2 separate regions of the Sus scrofa genome follow, and region 1 is linked to region 2. Evidence: chromatin contacts called from public Hi-C data. All regions are on one chromosome and are shown on one strand. Each heading gives the region's core, a stretch centred on a gene start, on an enhancer-like site or on the middle of the called end of the contact. The rest is flanking DNA. Distances are from core to core; before and after follow the strand shown. Region 1 overlaps CCDC13 (coiled-coil domain-containing protein 13). Region 2 has its middle 25 kb from the start of SEC22C.

Region 1 (5,365 bases), core at 2,491-4,990, 180 kb before region 2:
AGAAAAAAAAATCTGGTCACTGAGATTTCCTTAATTTCTCATTCCTATTTTGTGCAGACCAATTCTTATTACCACCTGGTGCCCAAACACATACAACAAACCTGGGCGGTGGAGGCTTTGCTTCAGCCCAGGCTTCCTTTCCTGCTCCGAGGGCAAGATGGCAGAGAATGAAGGTTCCCAGGACACCTTGCGGCTCCAGTTCAGGGCCATGCAGGAGATGCAGCACAGAAGGTTACAGAAGCAGATGGAGAAACGGAAGGAAAAAGAACTGAGCCTCCAAAGCAGAGTTAATGACCAGAAAGAGCCCCTGGAGATCTCTGATGGCCTCAGCGTCCTCCAAGCCGGGGAGCAGAACTCAAAAACCAGCTTTGAGCAGAGGTAAATGCCAGCTTGAACTCCCCCAGGAGTGCTGCAAGAAGGTAGGGAAGGTGGGAGAGAATGACTGCTTACACTTGGACAGTCAGGTTGAGTAGATGTGTGTTTATCAGCTGAGACACAGAGGTTTTGACACAGAGATTATTACTGAAGACTTGCATCTGATAGAAGGTTTGTGTGCCAGTGGACATAATTTGATGTAAAATGTTTTCAAAAAACATTTAAAGTCAAATGGAAATTTTGAGACTCGTCAAGGTGTACTTTATTCACTTGAATGTTCTTATGTAGTCTTTTATGAAAACTACATATTTATGTTTGAGGAGTCGTTGGCTGGCTCTGATGATTCATAGATGACCACCACTTCAAATTTCTTTTTCTTTTTTCTTTTTTTTGTGTGTGTGTTTTTGCTATTTCTTTGGGCCGCTCCCGCGGCATATGGAGGTTCCCAGGCTAGGGGTCGAATCGGAGCTGTAGCCACTGGCCTACGCCAGAGCCACAGCAACGTGGGATCCAAGCCGCGTCTGCAACCTACACCACAGCTCAGGGCAACGCCAGATCGTTAACCCACTGAGCAAGGGCAGGGACCGAACTGCAACCTCATGGTTCCTAGTCGGATTCGTTAACCACTGCGCCACGAGGGGAACTCCCGCTTCAATTTCATCTGGGGCTGTTCTTTTGCACCCAGTTTCCTTTTCCTGACACAAAAAGACACATAAAAGAAGAAAAATTTGATGGATTCCTTGCTTTTATACAGTTGGTGAAAAGGTTGAAAAGAGTCTAGAATCTTCTCATTTTGCTCTAAATGTAACAGTGTCACATAGATGCATATTGATTTCTATTGCTTATTAGAAGCGGGTGTCTACATTGATACAGAACTATTTGCTAGTCATGTTGCTAAAAAAATCATAGCAGTTGTTGAGTTATCTTTTTGCTTCTGGTTTTACCCAGAGTATATTTTCTCCATCTGCACATTCTATTTTTTTTTTTTTTTTTTTTTGCTTCTTGATTTGCAAAATGTTCTACTGAAAAATGCTAATTAGGAAAAAATGAAGATTTCTCAATAATTGAAAAAATTCATATAGCTCCTAAATATTAGCTCAGCGTTAACCCCAGACCTATTTCCAAATGACCTTTCCTCAAGTTAGAGAAAGTGGAATTTGTGGAGACTTGAGCCATTGGTAGAGTAACAATTCCAAGATTAATAATAGCTGTTAGCTAATAATTACTCTTACCTATAACTTATTTACTTCCCGAGAAACTGTCCCTAGAGAGCTGGTTCTGTGCCTAACAGTAGAAGTGATCACAAACCCATCAGTCACATGTTTCTCATGTTTTGAAGTTCTGAAAAAAGCCTTGCAAGACAACATGTAACATACAAAACTAACCACTTGTTCTGATTTCCTATTGGATTGCCTGAGACCTAGATTCCCAGTCTCAAGGCTTAGAAAATTTCATTTTGGTCTTCTGGTATGTATATGCAATTAAAACTATAAATTTTGGAGTTCCCGTTGTGGCGCAGTGGTTAACGAATCCGACTAGGAACCATGAGGTTGCGGGTTCGGTCCCTGCCCTTGCTCAGTGGGTTAAGGATCCGGCGTTGCTGTGAGCTGTGGTGTAGGTTGCAGACGCGGCTCGGATCCAGCGTTGCTGTGGCTCTGGTGTAGGCCGGTAGCTACAGCTTAGATTCGACCCCTAGCCTGGGAACCTCCATATGCCGCGGCCTAGAAAAGGCAAAAAGACAAAAAAAAAAAAAAAAACCCCAAAACTATAAATTTCCTTCTAATTATTACTTTAGCTGCTATTCACAAGCTATTCATAGCTTCTATAGTCAATCTGTTTAAATGCTTCATAACACACACTATGATTTCTTTTTAACCAATAAATAATTTGTGGGTTTTTTTTTTTTTTTAAGTTCCAAGCATATGATGGATTTGGGGGTTTTTTTTATTTTACCTCAACTCTTTTTTTAGTATTGATTTCTTTTCTTTCCTTTTGACCACACTCACAGCATGCACAAGTTCCTGGGCCAGGAATTGAACTCAAGCCACAGCAGTGACAACTGTGGATCCTTAACCCACTGTGCCACCAGGGAACTCCTTGGTATTGATTTCTAATCTTATTCAATTGCCATTAAAGAAAATGGTCTATATGATGTCCATTATTTGGAATTTGCTAAGGTTGCCTTTGAAGCCTATATTATAGTACATTTTTATGTATGTTCCATGGATGCTGGAAAGAAGTATGAATTCTCTGAGTGGGTGTTTCATATAGCTCTGTTGAATCTGTAGTAAACCATGTTATTCAAAACTTCTTTCTCCTTTCACTTGCATGTGTGTCCTTATCATCAGTTTTGAGAACAGTAAATTAAAAATCTGGTCATTGAGATTTCCTTAATTTCTCATTCCTATTTTGTACAGACCAATTCTTATCTACCTAGTGCCCAAACACACACAACAAACCTGGGCCATGGAGGCCTGCCCACTGCCCATGGTTCCCTGTGATTCTGTCTTTGCCTTTCAGGGTGCTTGAAGATGAGATCCAACAGCTGCGGGATCAACTCAGGGAAACAGTGGATGAGAACGGGCGATTGTATAAGCTGCTAAAGGAGAGGGATTTTGAAATCAAACACCTCAAAAAGAAGATAGAAGAGGACAGATTCGCCTTCACAGGTAGTGCCTCCTGTTGTGATAGTCCCTGTGCTGAAGTCCTGGTCAATTGGCCCAGCAGCTATAGAACCTGTGGGGCAGGACACACAGTAGGTTCCAAAGGGCAGTACTCAAGAAAGAGTGCCAAGGGTCAGCTGTGGTCAGGCTTGTCTATATGAGCCCTGGAATTGAGGGAGAGAGTAGAGGAATGGAGCAAGCCAGGTAGGTCAGCACGCCAGGTAATGGGAGCACAAGAACAGCAGGGGCAGCAGGCAGGTATTCCAGGCAGTGTGGGTGACCCAGCTGAGACTCATGGCAACAGTTCTCCATGATGCTTGCTGCAGGCCTGGTGGGCCAGTGGCATCCATTCTATCTTGATGCTCTGGCTCAAACGCTGTATCACGAATGTGAAAAAAATCCCAGTAGAAGTAGGCGTTTACTCTATACCACTTGCTGTTCCTGTTCTGGAAGGGTGGATAAGATGGGGAAGTTAGCTCTTCAAGGGGTGGGGGGAATGTCCTGAGACCAGCAGTGTCTAGAGTGGACCTTGGCCCTTCAGGTCCAAGTTGGACCTTGGCTCTGTTGCTAGAGACCTTGACCCCATGGGTTTGTTAGGAACCTTGGCTTTGTGGGTCTGGGGATGACCTCAGCCCTGTGGGTATGAGCTGGACATTGCACTGACTCTGTGGCTATGACCTAAACTGTGGCCTTGAAGATCTGGTGGGGACCTGGCCCTGATTGGCCTCTGTTCCACATATGCCCATTGAGTAATTCCCAGGTAGCTGACTAATAAACCACAAAGTCAATGTCACCAATCACAAAGGGCAACAGGGCTCATTTGGCATCTGCCACAGCGTTCTCTCTGCCTTTGATAGTAAATCCCTTTAAGGGTGGGTGCACCCAGAGGACTAATGCTGAATTAAAAAGGAAGGGGAATTCTGTATCTTAAAGGCCTCTGGTAGCCTCTTGTGCTTCCCTCCACTTTTGGCCTTTTTCTGTCTAAAACAGAAGAGAAGGCAACACTCAACCTGGCTCAGGATTCAGATGTGAAGAGGCAGTTTTTGCAAGGCTGTTGAGAACCTGATGGGCTCCAGAGGGAGCATAGGAGATGCCTCCCCACCCAATGGAGTCCTGGGGACTGGGCCTGTGGGCTACTCCTTCTTCCCCAGCTTGCCCCAGGTCCTCTGTCTCCTGCTGCCCCTGCCAGTTTGCTCATGGCCTCATCTGAGTGCCAACCCTGAGTCTCCCCCAGGACCTCTTAAATCCATTCCTTGCTCTGAAGTCCCCATTTCTGATGTCCAGCTTCATGTTTTGAAGAGAAAGGTCTGACTGGCCCAGTTCATGTTTTTAAACCAGGCCACAGTGACAGGCCGCTGAGAGCTGATAGAATGGTTTTCCTTTGGCTGGATTTTTAGTGTTTGCTTTAGTTTAATTGAGTTTTTTCTATTTCTTCATATAATTTTTAGTGACTGCATTAGTGGTCACAATATACATACCTTTTCAAGGCCTGAGTAGAATGGACATTTTACCAGAGTTCCCGTTGTGGCTCAGCGGTTAACCAACCTGACTAGCATCCAAAAGGACACAGGTTTGATCCCTGGCCTCTCAGTGGGTTAAGGATCCAGCATTGCCGTGAGCTGTGGTGTAGGAGGTGGCTACAGCTCCAGTTGGACCCCTAGCCTGGGAACCTCCATATGCCGTGGGTGCAGCCCTAAAAAGACCCCCCCCCAAAAAAAAGAAGAAGAAGAAGAATTCACATTTTACCACTTTAAATGGAATGAATAAACTTTACCACCGTATAGGTCCCTTTACCCTCCCCCCTTATATTATAGCTTTTATATGTATTATATCTGTATAGATTGAAAATCCTATCAGACAATGCTATTATATTTGCTTTCAACCATTATACATATTTTAAAGAACTTAAGGCAAAAAGAGTCTATTTACACAAATATTTTAGCATTCTGTTTGCCCATTCACTGCTGCCTCTATTATTATGTGGTTGCAGCTTCAAGATTGGAGCTTGTCTAGAGACAGAGTTGGGAGAGAATAAGAAAAAAAGAGGATTTTCGGAGTTCCCGTCATGGCTCAGTGGTTAATGAAACCGACTAGTATCTGTGAGGATGTGGGTTAGACCCCTGGCCTTGCTCAGTGGGTTAAGGATCGGTGTTGCCATGAGCTGTGGTGTAGGTCACAGACGTGGCTCAGATCCCACGTTGCTATGACTGTGGTGTAGGCCGGCAGCTATAGCTCCGTTTCAGCCCCTAGCCTGGGAACTTCCATATGCCACGGGTGCAGCTCTAAAAAGACCACCAAAAAAAAAAAAAAAAAGAAAAGAAAGAAAG
Region 2 (5,239 bases), core at 2,413-4,912:
TGAAGGAGTGGGCTGCTGTAACATGCAGGACAGGTGGCCCTCAGAGAACAGTGCAGCACAGGTGAGGACCTGTGGGGAGGGAATGTTTACAGCAACCAGATATGCAGGCAGACCCCTGCCCCAACATTACTCACATTCCAGGTGATTCTATACAGAATCCTTCCTGCCCAGGCAGAGGGAAGCCCTGTGTGCACCGTGAGTGTTAACAATGGTGGGAGAGAGAGTAGATGTGCCTTTGAGAGATGAGAGGGGAAGGAGGGCCCAGTGCCCAGTCAGTCTGAGGCCTGGAGGCTCTTCGCCTTGATCCAGTGCCACCATGAGTAAGTTGCTGCCTTCGGCCCCAATGATCTCTCCTGGGAAATAGTGGTGACGTCCTCCTGCTCCCCTGGCATACTGTCAGGAGGGTAAAAGTGGTAGTGGGAGGGGATGCTGGGTGAATCCCCCATTTGTGTGTAGGAGAAGGGAGCCTTTGAGTTCCATCACCCAACACATTGAGGATGTGCATGCTTCAGGCAGCTCAGTGTGTCTTCTGGCCTTTACAAAAAGGGTGTTAATAATGCTGCAATGTAAATGGCCTCATGCTTTCACTCCAAAAACATAGTGGCCTCTCTTCCTCCCCCTGGACCTGCCTCCTGCCTTGTAGGCACAGAGCCCTCGGTACCTGTGGTGTTGGGTCCTCCAGGATCCAGGGAGGCCAGTTCTGCTGGTTGGACCAAACTTCATGGCCCGTCAGAAGACCCAAATGAGAAGAGCTCTGATTCTCCCATCTGTGGAGCAGTGATGTCAAAATTCTGTTGCTCGGGAAACATCATTGGCAGAGAACCTGTGAAAAGAGGCTTGTCAGTAAAATCTGGGAATGACCGGATATGGAAACATCTGCCCTTGTGTACCGATGGCAGAGCTGTTGCCCACAAGCGCTTTTTATTTAGGGTAAAATTATCAAATCCATTCTGTTCCTCTACCCTGTGCTTGGTACACATGACCTTCTTTAACCCTTATATGATTCTGGGGGTGGTTTCAGAAGTGATGTGACTCCCAGGATTCCATTTTGTTTAATGGACTTTTCTACTAAGGGCATAAAAGATTGAGGCTGATTTAGCCAGGGCAAAACCATTTACTTTCATGTATTCATTTTGAATGCTTGCTGTCCATATTATATAAGCTTCTTACTGTTTTCGTGTAATAACAAAGATCTATTTTGAGTAAATGATGAGTACATTTTAACAAAATTTTACACAGTAGTAAAGCCAAATTGTGTTAATGTAGGTAAAGAATGTTGTATAGCCATTTATATACTATGTATATATAAATTCAATGAGGTGGCTTCAGGAGTGGGAGGAGAATAAATCTAAGGTGCTTATTGACTTGTGTGTTTGTGTGGAAAATTCTGAGTTGGGGGTCCATTTTCCCGGGTGGAGTGATGTGGGCCTGGCACTGGACAGGGGAGGCATAATGTGAGAGAAAGCAAATTCAGGTTCTCTTGTCCAGTGAGGTCTAGACAGGTGCAAGGGCTCAAATAGTCTTCGGCACTAATCCCCAGACTTCGGAATGCAATCATGGGTCTAGAAAAGCCCTGAGAAAAACCAAAATAGCAATCTCGGTGCTGCCTTGGGGGTTGAGAGGAATGCCTTCGATGGAAGCTTAGCTCCTGCCGGGCTCTGTGCCCTGGGCATAGTGCCCTGGGCAGGCACTATGCCCTGCTCTGGTCTCAGCTCTCCAAGCTCTGAGGGTGATGTAGTTTTCCTTTTTCAGGATCAGCCCTGTCAGGAAGAGGCCACCAGGGGGCACAACATCAGGTTCCCAACCCAGGGGATTGTACTGTTTCAAGGTCGTTCCTTCAGCAGTTGATAAAATTTCCAGAAAGGAAGCAAATGCACCAACCTCTCCTGACCATGCTCTAACCACACTGGGGACCGCACAGCTCCAAGCTTCTCTTCACTACCTGTTCAGAGTGAAGATCTTTTGGAGGAGGGCAAAGACTTCCGAAATAAGCATCTGAATTATGAGTTCTGGGATTGGGGAATTGGCTGAGCCTTATATGCTATCTGGTTCAACCCCTTTATTGCTCAAGTGGGGAAACTGAGGTCTGTCCCAGGTAGCCAGTGACAGTGTAGCCCAGAGCTCTGTCCCATGGGCTGAGAACAAGGTGCCATCTACCACTTGGCAGCACCCACAAAGAATAAAAAGGGATCTTGGCTCATGAAGGGTGCCCTTTGTGTGCCAGGATGGCTGGGTGCCAGTTCAGGCTGGTGAATTGCCTTTCTTTTTCTTGGACTCTACCTGCTCTGGGTCCAGGTACCAGAAGTGCTGCCTCACAGCTGCCTGGCACCCTTGGGCAGTGCCAGCAGAGGAGTGAGGTTCAGACAGCAAGGGGCCTACCTGAGTGTGCCTGACTCTGCTGAGTCAGCTCTAAGATGTCCCTGGATCAAATGTGCAGGGAAAAAAATTCATTGAAGAACACGAAGGAGAGAATCTGTGACCTAGGATGCAGAAGTGCTTCTTCAAAATGTCACAGGCACAGCCCTTAAGGCAAAATGATCAATGTGATGACATACAAATATGGACTTCATGGGCCAAATTAAAAGTGTAGGAGAAGATATTTACAAGGTCTGAAGCTAGGATTAATATACAAGCAATTTCTTAAGTCAGAAAGAAGGACAGCAATTTCAATAGAAAAATGAGCAGAAAAGAAGAGAAAGCCCAGAAAGCTACTAAGCATATGAAGATGCTTAAAATCATTACAGAGAAATACATATTAAAATAATAGTAAACTATTCACAACCATGTCCATGAGTTTAGCAAAACTTAGCTGTGTGGTACAAAGTACTGGAATGAGAGTGGGGATAGAGGACTTCATGTACAGCTACTATAACCAACCTCAAGAGCAGAGCTACTGTTATGGGTTGACTTGTGTCCTCCCTAAATTCATATGTTGAAATCCTAACCCCCAGTACATCAAAGTGTGACTGTATTTGGAGATAGGGTCTTTAAAGAGGTAAATAACGTTTAAAAAAAAAATGCCAGGGAGTTCCCATTGTGGCTCAGTAGTTAATGAACCCGACTGGTATCCATGAGGACATGGGTTCGATCCCTGGCCTTGCTCAGTGGGTTAAGGATCTGGTGTTACCATGGGCTATGGTGTAGGTTGCAGATGTGGCTCAGATCCCGCCATGCTGTGGCTGTGCCGTGGGCTGGCAGCTGCAGCTCTGATTCAAACCCTAGCCTGGTAATTTCCATATGCCGTGGGTGTGGCCCTAAAAAGACAGGAAAAAAAAAAAAAAGAGAGATTAGGATACAGACACATACAGAAGAGGACTGTGGGAAAGCACAAGGAGAAGGTGGCCCTCTACAAGCCAAGAAGAAAGGTCTCAGAAGAAACCAGCCCTACTGGCACCCTGATCTTCAACTTCTAGCCTCCAGAAAAGTGAGAAAATAAATTTCTGTTCTTCAATTCACCCAGCCTGTGGAACTTTGTCATGGTGGCCCTAACAAACTAACACAGCTGCCTACCCGACTTTAGTATGTACACATCTCATGATATGGAAACTTCACTCCTAGTTATGTCCCTGGGAGATTCTTACACAGATCCTTAAGGGGACATGTTTGAAGATAAATGTTTACTGAAGCATTATTTGTGTTGGCAGAAAGCAATCTGTGTGTCTACCATGGACAGATAAAGCATGCAGGCTCACCATGGAACAGCAGGCAACAGGCAGAAGTACCAGAGTTAGATGTAACATAGCAGCCTGGATACATCTTCAGATCATAGAACTGAGGGGAAAATAACATTTTTATGATTAGAAATATATGTGCAGAAAATGATAAAATATTTCCTAAGAATATATTCTGAAAGATATATATTAGGTTCATTTATAGGTTAGGTTCATTTGAATGGTTGCCTACAAAGGGTCAGGAGCTTGGGAGTTAGGTGTAGAGATAATAAGGAATTAAAAAAAAAGTGGTGGGTGGGGGGAGCTGGCTAGAATCAGCAGTCAGGTCTGAGATCCCTGGGAGAACCAAGGTGACTCTGTTGCCCCTGATCTTTTCCAGGGTGCCCAGCCCTGACTGGACTTGATGATGCTGAGGGCCTGTCTCTGGGGGCCTTCAAAGCCCCAAGTGCTGCCAGTGTTTTCGCTTCCAGGGCTTCTCCACTGGCCGATGGGGATTGGTGGTGGTGGTGGGAACTAAAGCCAAGGCCAGGGGCTGTAATGGGCAGGGAGGGCTTCTGGGACCCATGAGGGAGGGGAGAGAGGATAAAGCAGAGAGGAGAGGGGCTGCAGAGGGAATGCAGGCGGGCGGGAGCTGGCTCTGGCCACCGGGGACTCTCTCCTTCCCAGATTCAGGCCCTCTGACTTGTAGTTTCCTGGTGGAGGCTCTTTCCCCCTTGAGGCACTCAGCTAAAGGGCTCTCACAGGGACAATGAACACAGCTGCAGGGGGACAGAGGTGCACCCAAGGCAAGATCTTCCTCCCACCCCAGAAATAGTCTGTTCTGGCCACGGAGCGAGCTGTGTGAGCTTGGGGAAGTGAAGCCGCAGGGGGGCGGGGCTGGGAGGCATGTAGGTGACCAGGACCGTGACTGCCCTGTGGGGTTGTTCCAGGCACATTTTCTGAGGCCCCAGGGATAAGAGCCAGGGCCAGAAGCAAGGAACGCGGGGCCAGAATGAGGATGAACTTTCTCACAGAGCTGTCCAACAGGGCTGAGGGCGGTGGTGAGTGCTCCACCAGGAAGGCGGTGTGCAAGCCGAGATGAGATGTATCAGATGGGACCTTGGAACATGCTGTCCCCATCTCAGAGACATTGTCTCCTCCAGGATGCTGGTGTCTGCGGGGACATCTGCCTATCTCCCGAAGTGGCTCCTGTTGTGTCCATCCCACGGGGTGAGCCAGACGCCAGTTGCAGGAAATAGCCTGTGCCAGCTCCCATTCGAAGAGTAAATATTAGTCTTTTCAAGAGCTGCCTGTTCTCTGTCACTTGGCACGGAGAACACTGAACCCGGGGCAGTGGGGGGGAACCTCTTGGCCCCTATGCCCAGATGAAATTTTTGGACCCAGGTCACTGCCACAATGCAGCCCCAAGAAACAACTCTTACCGTGTTCCGGGCAGGAATCCCCTCTCCGTGACTGGGCAAGCGGTGGGCACTAGAGCCCCCACCTGGTGGGGTTCAGGCAGCACTGAGGCCCCAAGCCCCATCACGTGTCTTTCACATACTGTCCAGGCCACAGCTGCAGAGGCAGGA

What was found. A called contact is a pair of places that touch in the nucleus more often than the background predicts.
Region 1: a contact with region 2 is called in a Hi-C map of liver, with 1.9 times the contacts expected there. The contact joins two enhancer-like sites. A contact is called at or near these places in 2 of 47 Hi-C or Micro-C datasets (liver and skeletal muscle) and 1 of 2 datasets of contacts at active chromatin or transcription factors (skeletal muscle).

The regions. Positions count from the first base shown.
Region 1 is chr13:26,254,551-26,259,915 of Sscrofa11.1, reverse strand. CCDC13 (coiled-coil domain-containing protein 13) reads left to right here. Exons shown (of 18, transcript XM_013981522.2): 2 at 58-378; 3 at 2,896-3,044. The coding sequence starts at 158. Among named protein-coding and RNA genes, the nearest start is that of CCDC13, 8.5 kb to the left of the region's middle. Within about 2 kb of position 3,740, at least 6 of the 83 cell types and tissues checked have an H3K27ac peak or open chromatin away from gene starts, as enhancers often do. A contact at or near this core is called in liver, where this site is marked.
Region 2 is chr13:26,078,709-26,083,947 of Sscrofa11.1, reverse strand. It overlaps a transcript of SEC22C not described here. Among named protein-coding and RNA genes, the nearest start is that of SEC22C, 25 kb to the left of the region's middle. Within about 2 kb of position 3,662, at least 14 of the 83 cell types and tissues checked have an H3K27ac peak or open chromatin away from gene starts, as enhancers often do. A contact at or near this core is called in liver, where this site is marked.